Linked DNA regions of Podarcis muralis: region 2 is linked to region 1. The links are chromatin contacts, called in public Hi-C maps. All regions are on one chromosome and are shown on one strand. Each heading gives the region's core, a stretch centred on a gene start, on an enhancer-like site or on the middle of the called end of the contact. The rest is flanking DNA. Distances are from core to core; before and after follow the strand shown. Region 1 holds the start of YIPF4 (Yip1 domain family member 4). Region 2 holds the start of RMDN2 (regulator of microtubule dynamics 2).

Region 1 (5,497 bases), core at 1,270-3,769:
AAACTAACCATGTTGCTGGACTCTCAGCTCCAATCAAGGGTGCCAACTTGAATAAAATAAAATACAATACAATCCTAAGCATGCCTATTCGGAATTAAGTCCCAGTGAATTAAATGTGCTTATTATCAAGTCACTGTGTACAGGGTTTATTTATTTTTTTAAAAATAATGTTTATTAAAGATTTCCAAAAAAGTTAACAACCCAACAAAGAAAACCACAAGAAAAACAACAGCAAACATCAAAAAATCTCAATAGAAAAAACACCCAAGAAAAAGAAAAATACAACAACAAAAAAATTTAGTATAAAAAGAACACTCTTTCATTTTGATAACTTTCAATACCTTATTCTCATTTACTTCCACCCGCCTTCCCTTCTTGTATTCCAATTTAAAAATTAGTTCAGCAAGATCATTAACTATTCATCTTAAGCCTTTATCCTTCTCTTTATAATCTATTTATCTTGGCCACTTAAACCCCATCATTTCATTTTTAATGCCCTCAGCATTCATAGATTTTACAATGTTTTTGTAGATAAACTTTAAACTTCTTCCAATCCTCTTCCACCTGCTCCTCTCCTTGATCTCGGATTCTGCCGGTCATTTCAGCCAGTTCCATATAGTCTATTACTTGCATCTGCCATTCTTCCAGAGTGGGTAGATCTTGCGTCTTCCAATGCTTTGCAATAAGTATTCTTGCTGCTGCTGTGGCATACATAAAAAAAATTCTATCCTTCTTTGACACCAATTGGCCGACTAAGCCCAGGAGAAAGGCCTCTGGTTTCTTCAAGAAAGTATACTTAAATACTTTTTTCAGTTCATTATAGATCATTTCCCAGAACGCCTTAATCCTTGGGCACGTCCACCAAAGGTGAAAGAATGTTCCTTCAGTTTCTTTACATTTCCAACACTTGTTATCGGGCAGATGATAAATTTTTGCAAGCTTGACTGGTGTCATGTACCACCTATAAATCATTTTCATAATATTTTCTCTTAAGGCACTGCATGCCGTAAATTTCATACCGGTGGTCCACAACCGTTCCCAGTCAGCAAACATAATGTTATGACCAATGTCTTGTGCCCATTTTATCATAGCCGATTTAACCGTTTCATCCTCAGTATTCCATTTCAACAGCAAATCATACATTCTTGACAATATCTTAGCATTGGGTTCTAACAATTCTGTTTCCAACTTTGATTTTTCCACCTGGAAGCCATTTTTCCTGTCCAAATTAAAGGCCTCTCTTATTTGAAAATAGTGTAACCAATCCCGCACCTTATTTTTAAGTTTCTCATAACTCTGCAATTTCCACCTGTCCCCTGCTGTGTACAGGGTTTAGACCGAAATAGACTCATGTTGTTTGTGTAGTGGGGGGTGGGGGAGAGCTTCCAGATTGTAGCAGCACCCTAAATTGCAAATGTGTTGTTAGCAAGTTATTTTTACTTACTGGATTTCCCTCATAAAGGGCTAAATTCTGATTAAGTTGGGGAGTGTTGATGCCAACAACATAGTATAGATGCAGGAAAGAACTTGCATGCATGAGCACCAATCCCACTATAAACACCCAGCTGGGAGCAAAGAGAGGATGTGTGTACACACATCATTTTGGAGTGGACTGGATGCATCCCATGTATGCACGTTTTTCACGTCTGTCCTTATCTAAGTGGCAGAATCCACCCCAATCAAACTGGATTTCCCCTGTTTGTGGAAAATCCATTAGGAAAGGGGGGGGAGAACCAATATAAATTTGCATGCTACTCCATTGTGGACACACTTATGTGACCGTGTGTGGCTGGTCCCCCCCCACCTTTTTCCCTTTTCACATATGTGATGATGTTTTTGCTGAGTACAAGGCTTCAAAGGCTGAAGTATAAAGTACAGCCCAGGTGTGAAAGAGAACCTAGGATACTCAAAGGTAGAAAACATAGCCTGCCGTTGTACCTCAGTGGCAGAATATCTGCTTTGTATGCAGAAGGAAGACATAATAATAATAATAATAATAATAATAATAATAATAATAATAATTTGTTTTTACCCCGCCCATCTGGCTGGGCTTCCCCAGCCACTCTGGGCGGCTTCCAACAAAACCTCAGGCTCATTCCTAGGCATATCCAGGTAGGGCAATCCCCAGAAACCCTGGAGAGCGGCTGCCAGTCAGCGCGCCGTAGACCCCACTGAGCTAGCTGTGCTGGTCTGACTTGGCGTCAGGCGTTTTCCAATGCAAGGCGTGGGCGTGGCCAATGACGCGCGAGTTGCAGGGCTATAGGGGCGGGAGCCCGAGGAAGGCGGAGTTAGGCCTCCCGTGGCCGGATGCGCTCGCATCCTCCCCTCCCTCTTCGCAATCGTCCACATCGAATCTATTTCCCCCTTCCTCATCGCGAGCTCCCATTCAGCCAATCACTGGGCTCGGTGGCCCCGCGCACCAATGAGATTTGCCGCAGAGGTGGGCGAGGCGACGGCAACGAGGAAGCGCTTTTCATCCCGGCCAATCGGAGAGGGCCTTACTGAGGCCCACTCGGAAGGGCGGCCTCACTGTTGTTTTGTCCCTCAGTCAGGAAGAGGCGGAGGAGGCTGCGGTGGCAGCAGCAGCAGCAGCAGCAGCTTTGGCTCGGCTCTGCTTCTCCGGGTTGCTGCCGACGGGCTTCCCGGTGGTGTCGCTCGCTCGACGGGCCCGGCTTTCGAGGCTTTAAGCGGGCGGGGTGATGCAGCCTCCGGGCCCCCAGCAGCCCCCACGGCCCCCGCCGCCTCCGCCCCTTTACGCGCCCAACAACGGGGACTTCACTTTCGTCTCTTCGGCCGACGCCGAAGGTAGGAATGGGGGGGTCTTGCAGTGGGAAGGAAAAGGGCGCCCCTTCCCGGAGCTGCGTCAGGGGCGGCAGCCGCATACCTGGGGCTGCCAGGCTGAATAAGCGGGTGCCGTCGTGCTTCTTTCTGCTGTTTGGGTGTGGGAATGTGATCCAGTGCAAATACTCCGCCTTCTGGCCCCCGTCACAGGGTTTGCGTGGCAAAAGGCACCTGCGTGCAGATGGGGCGTGTTTGACCCGCTTAAAAAAAGAAGCAGATGCAGATGGCGAGGGAGTTTTCTGGTGGGGGTGCATGCAAGCTTTTGAATGGCAAATGAATGGAGGGCTAAATAAAATAGGTATGTGAGATTGACAGGCCACCCACATCTTCGAGGCTTCTTCCTTTTACCTGCTTTTGGTTGCCTCACCCTGCACACAGGATTGTCTGGAGCGGGCAAATCCTGCCATGGAAACTTGTGCTTTGGGAATGACCAGTTTTGTGCTGGGGAGAAATGGATTAGGTGTGCGTGGACGACTATATTGCAGCACATTTCACACATCCTGTCTTATCTGAGAAGGCCGACTTCTGTATTTTCAAGAACCACTGTGCTATTTAGACAGTGGTCTGCCAAATTCTTTGGTGCCCAGATAGCACTATGAAGCGTATCTGATTTAGCTGCCCACATCAACCTCCTTTGTTGATTGGGATTGTGGCACAGTAGGCAGTACAGTCTTGACAGGGGTCCTTAAGACCAGCAGAAAAAACCAATATGCAGCGCGTTAGCCAATGTGCCACTTTGTTGGGTTGCGGGGAGCAGAGACAAAATGTTAGATCCTGGATAATTCAATGATCTCTTATAATAATCTTTTCTATAATTTTAGTATATTCCACTTTTGTGGAATATATGCATCGAAACTCATGCATAACCACCTATTCTGTATTTTTGGTAGCTTTCTCATAAATGTGTCATTTTCCCTGTCAAGATCTGAGTGGTTCAATAGCCTCTGCAGATGTGAAGCTCAACCTTGGTGGAGGAAATGGGGAATTTATCAAAGAATCTACTGCAACTACATTCCTGAGGCAGAGAGGATATGGCTGGCTTTTGGAAGTAGAAGATGATGACCCTGAAGATAATAAACCTCTTTTGTAAGTAACATTACTCCGAGAGTCTTAGTTTAATTTTGTATTTGAAGCGGTTACTTGCTTTAGGTCAGTATTGTGTGTAAATGGTGAACAAGGATGCAATAGGAAAATCATTAACTCTTCATTAACTACAGACCCTTGAATAAAGTGTAAACACAGATTATTTGTGTCTCATTCAAGAGATTTTTTTTGCATTATAAGTAAAGGTTAGAATTCAAGACAATTCATCACTGTTCATAGTGGACACATTCTCCCATTACACTAAACTGTAGTTTACTGTGATATGCATGAGCAGGAACAAGCAGCAATGAATCTTTGGCTTCTGCACTCCCCTATCCTCTTCTTCTTGGCTGGGAAAAGGACTTCAGAAGTTCTTGCTTTTCCATAACTGATTTGCCATGTTCTGTGAGGAAGAAACTGTGCCTAACTCTAATCTGCCTTAATTTCAAAGAAGCCAACTTCAAAATGTAGCTGAAGGTGGCTTGTTAAATCTAACCATAATTTTACACTTTTGCCTCTGTCTTAATGAAAGCACCTCTGTTTTTGTTAGCACCATGGTTGTGGGCTGTTTGTTGCCTTGCCTCCTTAGGTTTCCTGCTAAGGTGTCTTCTTTCCTGAGGGCTAAGAGCAGAGTAAGGAGTCAATAGGTTCTTTCCTGAGATTGATGATGATAAAGGGCAGACTAAAAATGTATTAGAAAGTAATTACTATGCTTTTCATTTCAGAAGCTGACTAGAATGCAAATATATAAAAATATTCATTGTATATATAATTAAATTCAAAACATAATACAGTTATAATACAACATTTTACTAAACCTAAACCAGGGGTCTGCAACCCGCGGCTCCTGAGCCCCATGTGGCTCTTTTACACCTTTGCCGCGGCTGCGGAGTGGATACTAGCGAGGGGAGGAGGCGCATTGTGCGCCCCGACACTCCCCACTGTACTGGCTGTGACATCGCATGGGGGCGGTGCGTGCGTTAGTCACACACCGTCCCGGCGTCACCTTCCCGCCCGCCTGCTCGCTACATTGTAAGGGGCATGTACGCTGGTCACTGCATTGAAAGGGGGCATGTATCCTGGTCACTGTTTTGAAGGGGAGTGAAGAACACACACACACACAAAAAGGTAACTTGTTAATTTAATGTTTATTTCTATGAGGAGGAGTAATTCTGAGGGGTCAAACAAAGAAATAATTTAAAAAAGTGACAAAAAAGTTATTTTTATAATGATGAGTTTTGCGGCTCCCGGCTTTTTTTTCTTCGGAAACGGGTCCAAGTGGCTCTTTTTGTCTTAAAGGTTGCAGACCCCTGACCTAAACCAAAACATATATTCTCAATAGTTTACATGAACATGTATGGATATTCTATAAATCTTTGAGCTACTTTGTTTTCTGGTACTTAAATAATTTCAGAAGCATATTTTGAAAGTTGTATTTTTAATATAACTTTAGGGAGGAGCTAGACATTGATCTAAAGGACATATACTACAAAATCCGATGTGTCTTGATGCCGATGCCTTCTCTTGGATTTAACAGACAAGTAGTAAGAGATAATCCTGACTTCTGGGGCCC
Region 2 (5,972 bases), core at 2,057-4,556, 160 kb before region 1:
TGCTTTGTTATGATTTTTGGGGGTTTGTTTTGCTATGTTTCATTACCTTTTCCCTTCTTACTAAAGTTGTACTGATCAATGGAAACTGCCTTGGTTTTACAAGGTGGGAAGGCACAGCTTATGCCTTCTATTAAATACATAATACGTAGTACATCAGCATGCACCTACAACACCAGATATGACAGTCTGGTGGATATTTTTCTGAGTGGAATTTCTGGCACAAGCACACTGCTGTAGGTTTAGATTTTATAGTGAATTGGAATTAACTAAACCATTTCCAGGCAACGTCAGCCCTGGAAAGTGATACAGGAGCGACCCAGTATTAGATATTATCGGCAGAAGTGCCGACACAAAAGCAGAAGGGATAATGTTTCACCAAAGGAATTGTATTTTCCATTGTTAACAGCTCTTAAGATGGGAGGAGAGCAAGAAGCACAAGTTCTATTCAGCTGCAATGCTAAAGGTTTCTGGAGTTGAAGCAAACCAAGGAGCACAACTAGTGCGTAATATTTGAAAACAACCACATAAAAGCCAAACTGAGGGCGCGTTTGCAAGAGCGAAGGCAATACATCCCTTTGCCATAGGCTTTCCTAAAATATACTGATATTTGAAAGATTTTGGGCTACTTCATGCAATGCAAACTGGCTGGATTTTTGGGTTGCTCCGAGTTGCCTTGGGCAAGATAAAGCAACTAACAAATGTAATAAATAATAATAGTACTAATAAAATGTTGAGAATGCAGCTTACCTGCCACTGATTTCCAATATTGCTTCCCCCCTGCCCTGGGGTGGGCAGCTAGCTCAGGTTTAAAACTAAGCACTTCCCACCACAGCTTCACCTGAAGCGACTGAGCCTCAGACTCGTACCCCACTCCCTTTTTCCTTCAGCAATGCCACAGAGATCAGAAACATTTGCTTCTGTTTCCAATGGCAAATTGCCATTATAACTGAACCAGGAGCTGCTGTTTGGATAACTACAGGTAAAGCTCTAACAAGCCATGATCTAGAGAGTGGATTTGCAAATTACTTACACTCAAAATAGTGATTAATAAATATGTAATAATATATTATTAGAGGTTGGGATGGACCTGAAATAATTCATAAATACCTACCCGCCTTCACTTTCTGCTTCTTCAGAACTGTTGGTATCTGACACAGCTTTGCCAATCTCAGTCTTCCTCTTCTTTGTTCCTCTGTGCAAAGGGCTGCTCCTGCGAGAATCTGTTCTCCCCTGGAGTTCATCCCGGACAAGTTCTTCCAACTTTGGAATTGCTTCTTTCAGAAATGCTACTTCTCTCTTAAGTTCTTCCACAGTTGCTATTAAACCATTCATTTTTTCCAGTACCTGAAGCTGCCTTCCTTGCAGTAGCATCACGGTTCCTTGTTCGTTATGAGTTTCATGTGGAAAATTTACCAAGTCAAAACTGCCCTCTGAATTCAAAAAGGTAGGCAAGTACATGGCTTTACTGCATTTCTGTGTCTTTCGATACCAAATGAGGCCCAAGGTTATTCCAGCAGCCCCGGCCATTAGGCCAAATAATATTTTTTTGCTTTCGGGATAAGGCATGACTTTTCTCTTCTGAAATGATATAAAAGCCATAAGAAAACTGGGTTTACAACGTTGCATGCGAAACTCCTGGCTACTGCAATGTAGGCTATAGAGAGATGACAGCTTCATTTACAAACCAGTTATACAGGGATTCTTGGTTAAGAGGCATTTAGGTCACAACCCCGAACATGCTTGCATAGAAATAAATGTGGGACAGCTTCATATGACAATTGCATAATGGGGCTGTTTTGCATTCTAAGCAATGTTTGTATTGTTCGAAACCAATCCGGGTTTTGAAGAACAATCCATTCGAACTTTGCCCTTATCACTGCATGGTACTACCAAGCTCAGCATATCTTTAGTATTTGTTTTGCATCATCCTCATCAATTTCATCATCACTCCCGATCCACGCCCAAACTAGCAATTATTCTAGTTCCATATTAAAGACATGTGCCATTCTGGTTGGCTTTCAGAGTTCAGCTAGCAAACGGACGAGAAAATCAATAGTATAATTGGTGAGCACCAGGCAACATGATTAAGTGCACTTAATTTTGCTCAGAAGTGTGGCTCGCGTTTCTATTGTCTTTTAATACCTGCATTCTCTGCCCAGAGCCTTTGGGATGCAGTCTGCTACAAAACTAATATATAATTGAAAAGTCAGAGGGAACCCAAGGCTCAGCACGACCGAGAAAAACACGACAACTGAACGGTCCCGTCTTCTACGTACCAATTTTGTTGGAAACCGATGAAATCTACTTCCAGTAAACTCTGGTTTTTATTTGGGAGAGTCACAGAGGCAGCTGGCATTGGAGAAACTGGGCAACTGTGAAGGCTGACCTCTGTAACTAGATAGCAGTTGCGCAGTTTCAGCAAACTCTGGAAGTAAATGATTGTTGATGAGGAGTGAAATGATAACAGCTAATGGGGATACTTGCACGCACAGCACCCATTTAAACCACACACAAATCCTGAGAACTGTAGTTTCTAAAGGGTGCTGGGGACTGTAGCTCTGGGCTAGGAAAACTATAGTTCCCCCAAAACATTTTTGGGGTGGGGAGGGTGCGGCGTCAGGGCTGGATTTAGGTTTGATGAGACCCTAAGCTACTTAAGGTAATGGGGCCCTTTATATGTCCCGCTGTCCTTTGTCAACAACAAATTGTCCCTGTTTTTTGTGTTGAATATATGCTATATGGCAATTTATGGACCTAAAGCCATTTGCACATGACAAAATATGCATTTTATCAAAGTAATTGTTGAACTGAAATACAATTAAGAAGTTTATTAATAGTGGAAAATTTTTAGTGGGGCCCCAAGAGAGTGGGGCCCTAAGCTATAGCTTATACGTAAATCTGGCACGGGGGGGGGCGTGCGGGAGGGAGATGTGCTTCAAACCCGGGGGGGGGGGGCGCATGCAGCCTTCTTGCAATACAAGCAGCCCTAGCTAGGAAGTAAGAACTGACCTGGGCAGTCGCTTCGCCTCCCTTGAGCAAGCAGCCGGCAAACAGGCAGGACCTGAACCGAGCCCCAGAGGAAGCTGGGGAGAATGACCCTCAGGTGCCCCACACACCCAGTTCCTCCTTGGAGCGCCGCGGGCACCTGCGGAGGGGTTTGCAGCGTCAGCTCTTCTTCCGCGCCAAGGCAGCCCCCCGCGAGGCTGTTTCAGCTGCTTCCAAGTTGCTGCCTCAACCTCCTTCGCTCCCGAGCCGTCACAGAAAAGAGGCGGCGTCCGCAGCTCAGTGGGCGGCCCCAGATGCCGAGACCCGGATATTGGTGGGCGGGCGCCCTACCTGCTTGCCTGCTTCCCCGCGTGGGGGGCGGCGCGGGGCGCGCGACTTTCTGCTTGCCTCCCAGCTGGAGGGCGGGAGAAATGGCGGGTATGGTGGTCACAAGTAGCCTATCCTTCCGGTTCGGTTCGTGAAGGTTTTCCCACAGAGTTAGTCCCAGGAAAGCAGCGGCCCGCCAGATGTTCACTAGACTACAACTCCCATCGTCCATGGCCATTGGCCGTGCTGGCTGCGGCTGATGGGAGTTGGAGTCCAAATATTGGAGAAACTTGTCCGCACCAGACAATGTATTGGATCCAGTCCCCGCAGATGCAGCCGCTGTTTTGTGGTGTTGTTGTTTTGTCAGTGTCCTGGGTTAAGCATTTCCCCTATTTTTGCTGCCGGGAGTTGCCTTGAGAAAACTGTGCTCAGGGTGAGTTGCCAGCGAGATCATCCTTTTGCGCTCTTCTGCGTCTTGTTCAGAGGTCTGATCCTGTGCAGGTCTATTCAGAGCAATTTCCCCCATGTTCAATGAGGCTAACTCCCAGGTAACCTGTGCCCACTTACCTGAGAGTAAGCCCCGTTGAACTTCGAGGGACTTCCTTCCGAGTAGACCTACACGGGATCGATTGTTATTTCGACCACCTTGGTCATATCAACCAAAGACAAGGAAAATAATATAAACTGATAAAATCTTGAAGAGCAGTGTGCACCAAAGTATTCCTTTATATTAAAATATGTCAAAATACCAATAACAACATAATATAATAATACCAATAATATGCAAAGGTTAAAAAAGAATAAAAGAAAATCTATATCAAAATACAAGTGGTTAAGCAAACTTAATACATTTTAAAGCATCCAGATAACTTTCTAAATTAAATCATCCAGTTAAATAATTGCATTTACCGTATTAGCCTCGATAAAATTTCTCCTCAGCTTTTGGGCTGCCACTGCAAATCTTCTAACTCTGTCACAAATTTGTCACACTTGGACAACAACTATGCAATTTTTGCTGGATCATCATCAGGTATCTTACTTAACAATTTCACGATAAACTTTGTCCTTAGTTCAGAATACAATGAGCAGTCTAGTAAATAATGATAAAGATCTACTTTATGTACTTGGGCACCACATATACATAAGGCTGTGTTAACTTATCGCATGGATTCTCAAATCCATGCGATAAGTTAAGAAAATGCAACTGAGGAGGATTGTGCAGTCTGTCTCGGAGGCACTGGCTGCATTTTATTTCTAATCATTTCTGAAGCGACTCGGTTTATAGTTATCATGTACTCGCTCCTTGGAAAATGACCTTTTGTCTTGTCCTTGAAGATATCCCAAAGTTATTCTCAAGTGAACTAGAACATTTCTTACACAGCCCTACCATCCTTCAGCCAGGCAAGAAAGAGGCATTATTACTGTTGAAGGACACATTCCAGCCAGGCAAAAGCCCTAAAAGAGAGTGGAGAGCAGGACTGGTGGGGGAGTTTAGCCTTGGAGAGACCTAGGAGATCAGGGTTCAAGTTCAGACATAGGCATAGGCAAACTCTGGCCCTCCAGATGTTCAGGACTACAATTCCCATCATCCCTGACCACTGGTCCTGTTAGCTAGGGTATGATGGGAATTGTAGTCCCAAACATCTGAAGGGCCGGAGTTTGCCTATGCCTGGTTCAAACCTTTACTCAGCCATGAAGCTCACTGGGTGGACTTAGGCCCATCAATCTCATTCAGTCTAATCCACCTCATAGGGTTGTTGCAATGATGAAATGGGGACAGGGAGAATCGTGTAGTCCACATTCAGTGACCTCATTCCAAAGGAGACTGAACTCAGGTAAACACTGCAATACACTCTTGAAACATCTCACCAGTGGCTATCTTCTGCAGCCTACTGTTCCTCTCTTGTATTGCAAGGAGATCTACTTCTGGCACTGAATTTAAGAAAGCACAATAACAATACCATCACCAATCCTGAAGGTTCATTGGATATGTAATTTCAGCATGTGGAAAAGTCCCCAAAATGTGGTGACTTTTTCTGCAAAATTGGTCGGAACTTGGAGCACGCTTGCCTTTTTCACTCCCAGTCTTATAGGGCATTTGATTTTCCTGCTATTCCTCAACAAAGTTTTTGATTTATCAGTCCGAGAATGGCTGCTTCACTCCCATGCCAAATAGAAGCTATGGGTGTGTGGTTTCATCAGGACTATGGTATGAGAAGAGGAATTAGCCCCCATTTTGTGCAATGGAGGCCCCTTATAGCTGCTCTGAAATTTTTTAGAAAGAATTCTACAGTACCTAGACTGTACATTAGACTGTATGTCTAATGTAAGGTGTAGTTTGGTCAAAGGTAAAACTGGGAGCTGCCAGTGATTTGCAGTTTGGAATTGTTATGCTTTTGTTACATCCTAAATAGCAATAGATACTCTAAGATTATTAGGATATTTTTGATGCAAATATAGTGAGTGTTGTCATTGTCACAATAATAGTACTATTCTCTCTGATATCTCTATCATCTATCTATACACACACATTCAGATCTTGCTTAATTAATTATGCTATTCACAATATACACACTTAGAAAAACTTGTAGGACATGTTAGTGTGATTTATTACCAGACAGGTATCAGTTACAAAACATTTTGGGAAGAAGTAGAATAAA

What was found. A called contact is a pair of places that touch in the nucleus more often than the background predicts.
Region 2: a contact with region 1 is called in a Hi-C map of tail, with 4 times the contacts expected there. The contact joins the promoter of RMDN2 here to the promoter of YIPF4 in region 1. A contact is called at or near these places in 2 of 3 Hi-C or Micro-C datasets (blood and tail).

The regions. Positions count from the first base shown.
Region 1 is chr3:40,124,456-40,129,952 of rPodMur119.hap1.1, reverse strand. It overlaps YIPF4 (Yip1 domain family member 4), which reads left to right and starts at 2,519. Exons shown (of 5, transcript XM_028724277.2): 1 at 2,519-2,805; 2 at 3,765-3,927; 3 at 5,378-5,497. The coding sequence starts at 2,700. It overlaps NLRC4 (NLR family CARD domain containing 4), which reads right to left and starts at 141. Exons shown (of 5, transcript XM_077925693.1): 1 at 1-141.
Region 2 is chr3:40,288,651-40,294,622 of rPodMur119.hap1.1, reverse strand. It overlaps RMDN2 (regulator of microtubule dynamics 2), which reads right to left and starts at 3,306. Exons shown (of 10, transcript XM_077925696.1): 1 at 3,010-3,306; 2 at 1,112-1,578. The coding sequence starts at 1,566.